2 separate regions of the Sus scrofa genome follow, and region 2 is linked to region 1. A link is a contact called in public HiChIP or PLAC-seq data. All regions are on one chromosome and are shown on one strand. Each heading gives the region's core, a stretch centred on a gene start, on an enhancer-like site or on the middle of the called end of the contact. The rest is flanking DNA. Distances are from core to core; before and after follow the strand shown.

Evidence for each region. HiChIP or PLAC-seq counts read pairs in DNA pulled down with a chosen protein or histone mark.
Region 2: an H3K27ac HiChIP or PLAC-seq map of alveolar macrophages shows a contact between it and region 1. The contact joins the promoter of CNP here to the enhancer-like site in region 1. A contact is called at or near these places in 2 of 5 promoter capture datasets (fetal skeletal muscle and liver), 4 of 47 Hi-C or Micro-C datasets (embryonic fibroblasts, heart right ventricle, mesenteric adipose tissue and 1 more) and 2 of 2 datasets of contacts at active chromatin or transcription factors (alveolar macrophages and skeletal muscle).

What each region holds. Positions count from the first base shown.
Region 1 is chr12:20,619,568-20,622,474 of Sscrofa11.1, reverse strand. All of the region lies in intron 1 of RAB5C (RAB5C, member RAS oncogene family), which reads right to left. Among named protein-coding and RNA genes, the nearest start is that of RAB5C, 7.0 kb to the right of the region's middle. Within about 2 kb of position 1,649, at least 16 of the 83 cell types and tissues checked have an H3K27ac peak or open chromatin away from gene starts, as enhancers often do. A contact at or near this core is called in alveolar macrophages, fetal skeletal muscle, mesenteric adipose tissue and 1 more, where this site is marked.
Region 2 is chr12:20,764,299-20,767,014 of Sscrofa11.1, reverse strand. It overlaps CNP (2',3'-cyclic-nucleotide 3'-phosphodiesterase), which reads left to right and starts at 1,360. Exons shown (of 4, transcript XM_003131420.5): 1 at 1,360-1,540. The coding sequence starts at 1,538. TTC25 (tetratricopeptide repeat protein 25) reads left to right here. Exons shown (of 12, transcript XM_021066990.1): 12 at 1-927.

The DNA.
Region 1 (2,907 bases), core at 400-2,899:
GCGGGTTCGGTCCCTGCCCTTGCTCAGTGGGTTAACGATCCCGCGTTGCTGTGGCTCTGGTGTAGGCTGGCGGCTACAGCTCCGATTCGACCCCTAGCCTGGGAACCTCCATATGCCGCGGGAGCAGCCCAAAGAAATAGCAAAAAAAAAAAAAAGAAAAGAAAAGAAACTAAGGACACTGTTGCAGATGAAAAGGATCATGCTACAAAATCCCCAAAAGCCGACTCTGGGTTTCCCTTTGACAGCTCCTAACATCAAACCTGACACACAGTGCTTCATAAATGTGGTGAACTGAGCCTGCAGTACAGGGACAGCCCAGTTAGGTTTGGCAAGTGAGTGGGGGCAGTTGAAGGCGTCAAGGCACATGCATCTGCCACACAGTTCGTACCCCCTAACAGCCACAGCCCAGCAGAGGACCAAATAGGACCACAGCTCCCCACCAACACAGGACCTCTTTGGCTCCTTCTGCACAGGCGTTAAAAGCACAAGCACTGGTCAGACAAACGTCAAGTCCTGGAGCCACCACTTCCTAGGGTGACTGTGTGTCGTGTCTTGGAACCCATCTCCTCACATGTAAAATAGATCAGCACCACCCATGTCCAGGGCTGCAGGGAAAAGGATGCAAGACGACTCTCCACAGAGGGCCTGGCTTGGAGCAAGCTCTCAGTAAACGTTCAGGGGCGAGGAAGTCCCTATGAGGTGGATGCCTTGATGAACGTTCAGACACCATTTATTCACGCGCTGCTTTTGCTCAGCTTCCCCGGACCCCACGCTTCGGCGCCTCTGTTTGGAGAGGATGCCGAGCAGGACAGCTGCTCTTGTCTGAATGTCTGTGGCCCTCGCCCAAAAGGCTGTGTTGAAATCCTAATCCCCACTGTGATGGTATTTGGAGGTGGGGCCTTTGGGAGATGAGGCCATGAGGGCAGAGCCCTCACGACTGGGATGAGTGCTCTCCTGAGAGAGGCTCCCTTCTCCCTTCCGTCAGGTGAGGACACAGCAAGAAGTTGGCCGTCTGCAAGCCGGAAGATGGCCTCCACCAGGACCCAGCCAGGCTGGCATCCTGATCTTGGACTTGCAACCTCTGGGACGGTGAGAAATAAATGTCCTTGTTTATAGGCCACCCAGACTGTGGGATTTGGGTACAGCAGCTCAAACAGACTAGGACAACTTCCATCAGTGCCCTAGAAAAAGGACCAGCTCACAGCTGATGTCCTGTGTCCTGTCAACAACTATAACCCTGTATTCTCCGGGGACTGGCTTCCAAGGCCACGAGAATGGGGTAGGGAGGACGGCCACCACCCAAAAAAGTCCACGTGGAGTTAAACCCCCCAACTAGGCAAACCATAAATGCTTTAAAAAAAAAAAAAGCCCCACAACAAAAAGCATCTTAAAGCCCAAATGCTGTTCCTTCCATCTCAAAGCCTCTTTCAGGAAAGGGAAGAAGCAGTTCAGTTGTGGAGAGGGGGAGGGGACAGGACTAGGACAGCTGACGAAGACGCCAGAGTTCCTTTTAAAAAACCAGGCTGCAAATGCTAGAGGTTTGGAAATTGGTGTCATTAATCACCACGGCCTTCGGAGCCGCTCAGAGAGCAATGTGATGACTAGGAGAGCAGCCAGGGTTAGGGAGGCCACCCACGCCTCCCCCACGCCTGGGATGCTTCTGACAGAGCCACCTGAAGGGGACACACACGGAGCTATGAATAGAAGGCAAGAGGCTTGTAAACCAACTCCTGCTAAGATCCCAAGTTAGTGTTTCCAGGCGGGCTCAGGTTACACATCTTCAGGGGATGACAGTACAACGGAAGGATTTAAGCTATTCAATGATTCAGGATCACAGCTCAAAGTGACAGCCTGCCTTGAGCCCGCCGGGAGCCACAAACCCTGCACAAAGCCTCCCAAAGAGGAGGTCCATTTCTCATGGGCAGCAAAAGAACACTGGCCCAGACCCCATGCGCTCGCCTACCAGACCCGGAGTCCTGGAAGGTCTGGCTGCAGAACTTAGCACCTGAAATGCAGAACAATCATGTACCTCAGCTTCACAACTGGAGAGTAAACTGCAGAGTAAATACCAAGTCTGACCATTTTTGATTCGGTCAGACAGCAGCAGGCGGGGGTGGGAGAAGCATGGAGAAGCAACAGCCTGCTGCTGGGGTCAGTGCCCAGGATTCTCCCAGGGCACATCTCCCAGCTGAGGCTCCACCTCTCCTACTTCTTGAGGCTTCAGTGACTGTGATTAACCATCAAGAGAAGAAATGACCTGGGCCCAACCACAGAACTCCACACCAACAAACTTGAGAGGAAGCATTTGCTGAAAAGGGAGTAGCCCTGGAGAGCCAGCAGATTTTAGGAGCAGGCAAGAAATATACGAGGTAAGCCTGGAGCATTCTGTAGTACCAAAAAGTAAGCAAGTGCTAACAACAAGGAAAACTAAAAACCCCCAGGAGTTCCTGCTGTGGTGTGACAGGATTGGTGGAGGTGGCATCTCTGGAGCCCTGGGACGCAGGTTTGATCCCCAGCCTGGCACAGTGGGTTAAGGATTCAGTGTTGCCACAGTTGCACCTTAGATCACAACTGTGGCTCCGATCTGATCCCTGGCCCAGGAACTCCATATGCCATGGGGTGGCCAAAACAAACCCCCCCAAACTAAAAACCTCTGAAATGATGGGGTAGGGTGAAGGAAGCTGAAAGAGCTCCCAATGACCAAAGCTGGAACAATCTGAGTAATAAAATAAAGCAGTATTGGACTATAAATTAAAATGTAAAATCAGTGCCCCTGAGTTCACACTGATACAAATAATTGAATAAAGAAATGGAAGAGAACAGACATACCCTTTGCGTACCAAAATTCCAAACGATTCAGGTAGGTCCTCTGCCCTCGAGGGGAGGAGCATAACTCCCCACTCCTAA
Region 2 (2,716 bases), core at 111-2,610, 140 kb before region 1:
GTTAAGGATCCAGCATTGGTGTGAGCTGTGGTGTAGATCCCAGACATGGCTCGGATCTGGTGTTGCTACAGCTCCAATTTGACCCCTAGCCTGGGACCCTCCATACGCCACAGATTTGGACCTAAAAAAGCCAAAAAAAAAAAAAAAAAAAAAAAAAGGAAGAAGAAGGAACAGTTTCAGGAGAATGAAGAAATGGGTGAGCTCTAAGGAACTCAAAACCCTTAAGGAGGGGAGGACAGAGAAAGGCCTGGGAGTAGAGGTACATCTGCCCAGCTGCTGGCCATTGGTTCATCTTGCTGAGTACCTACTGTGTGCAGAGGACTGTGGGAGGCTTTCTGGAAGAAATAAGGATGAGACCTCTCATCCATCACATAGTGAAGGCAGCCTACTTGTAAACCCCTAAGCCTGGACAGCCGAATGAAATGCACGCTGGTGCTGGTGGGACGCTGGGCTCTAGGACCCAGAGGGAGAAGGAAGGTGTCTGCCCCAGGACTGTGGGAGTAGGAGCTGCAGCTGATCCCGCCTCCCGCCACCATATAGTCAAGTAAACCGTTGTCTGCAAGGCTGTTTTCTCACACCTGAGGTTTATATGGGTACTTAGCACAGCACCTGGTACACAGGAAGCTCTTGAAAACCCACCTCAGCTTTCAGTGGTTTCACAGAGGGGGTGGCTGAGCAGCTGCCTCAGAGGGTGAGTTAGGATTTCACGTTATTCATCTATCCCTTTGGCCATTGCCATCCTAATCCCATCTCCACAATTCCTGAAGTGTTGGGGTTGGTGGGGGCAGAGGCTGACTTTAGGCTGAGGCTAGGGGGAGGCAAATGAGTCATTTCGAATGCAACTTTTAAGTAATGTAGGGTCCAAAAAAACTCACTGAGAAAAGAGAAACTATTTTAATGCAATATGGTTAAAAAAAAAAAAAAAAAGCAAAAACTGGAGTTTCCTAGTGGCTCAGCAGGTTAAGGGCCAGGCATCGCCACTGCTGTAGCGAGGGTTATAGCCCTCGACTGGGAACTTCTGCGTGCTGAAAAAAATTCATGCAAAAAGTGATGATGAGTACGATATCAAAACTTAAAGACAGGATTCAGCCTTGCACTTGGAAGACCCTGCCTTCCTCGCCTCGACCCAATTTCCGTGCGGGACCGAGGAGGGTGACTGTCTCCTTCAAGGTGTTTGTCCGTAACTCCTACAAGAAAAACAGGCCACACCAGCCGTCCGCCTCCACCTTGGTCCCCGGCCGCCGCGCAGCTGCTTGACTGAGGCACAGGGGCACCACAGCCCGAGCGCACGGGAGCGGGGTCCTTTCCACCCCCTGCCGAATCAGTTTCGAGTTTCGATTCGCCGCGCCTGCGCAGAGGGGGCCGGAGCCGGAGCCGGCCCACCCCCGTCCCGCCCGCGGGCGCTCCGCCCCCGGGCTATGTAAGGCGGCCGAGCGTGGCCACGCGCCACCGCTAGACTCCGTGTCCCTCCGCGCGGGCGGGCGGCCCCGGAGAGCCAGTGCTGCGAAGGCGGCGACCGCGGCGCCTCCTCCTCATCATGGTGAGCGGGCGCGGGAAGGGCCGGGAGGGGAGCGAGCGGACCGGGCCAGGATAGCACCTTAGTGGAGAAGGGGAGCGCTGGGCGACTGGGGGAGGAAGTGGCATGCAAATGAGGAGCGTGGTTCCGGAGTGGAGTTGGGGTTTTCTCGGCAGTCCGGTGCAGCCCGGAGGTAGCTGCGACGCGGGGAGAGTCGGGGAGTGGGGACAGCGCTGGAAGAGGAAGGGAATCGGGCAGCAGCCCCGGGGCAGACGCGGGAGGCCGGTGGGCTCAGGTAACACGCTGGGCCCACGCTGGGTGGGCCTGCGGCGCGCTCCCCTGCTCGGGGCCTCATCGGAGATAAACGTACGCCAGCTGAGCTCGCAGGGGACTGGCGGGAGGTGGGGCCTCCCGATTGAGAGGAGAAGGCGGCTTACAGTAAAAACTATCACCTGTGGCTTTTTGCTGGCAGGAAAACAAGCGGCTCAGAGAGGTGCTGCTGACACACAGCAAGGGGTGGGCAGAGCTAGACCCTGGACACAGGTGTCCAGTACCGCCCAGTCCTGGGGCAGGCACAAAGACCAAGACTTTGGTGGGGGGGAACCAGGGCAGAGGAGGAGGTGGCAGGGGTGCTGAATGAAGCCCTTTGTCCAGTGCTCTCCTGCCCTGCCCCCCACCAGCCTTTCTGTGGGACCATTGTCCCCCCCCATCCCAGACAAGAGAGTATTATTTGTTGCTGGCATTGTTGGGGGAAGGGAGGCGGGCTTGGGGTCACCCTTCTCCACCCCCACCCTCCTCTGTGCACTCAGAGCCAGGGCAGCTGTGGCTTTGCCCAGACGTAGAGCCCCCCACCACCTCCAAAGAGGTCATCCTTAGTAGGTGCCAGGAATATAAAGTTAGGGTCCGCTCCCAAGAGCGCAGGCTTCAGGCCCTCCCCTGCATGCACTTCCAGCAGTTTTCCTTTGGAAGTGGTGGCAGCGAGTGATCTTCGAGTAGGAGTTTCAGACCCAGACAAGTGCTCCTCTCCAAGCTGCACAACCCGAAGCCATCAGGTTGCAAAGACCTAGGAGAATAGGACCAGCACCCCACGTTTTGGGACGGTGCCCGCAGCACCCCGGGGGTGCCTGTCAATCAGGGCTGCGCCCAGGAGCAGGGCCCCCCCAGTTAGAACGAGGCCAGAGGCAAGGGGGCAAGGCTGGC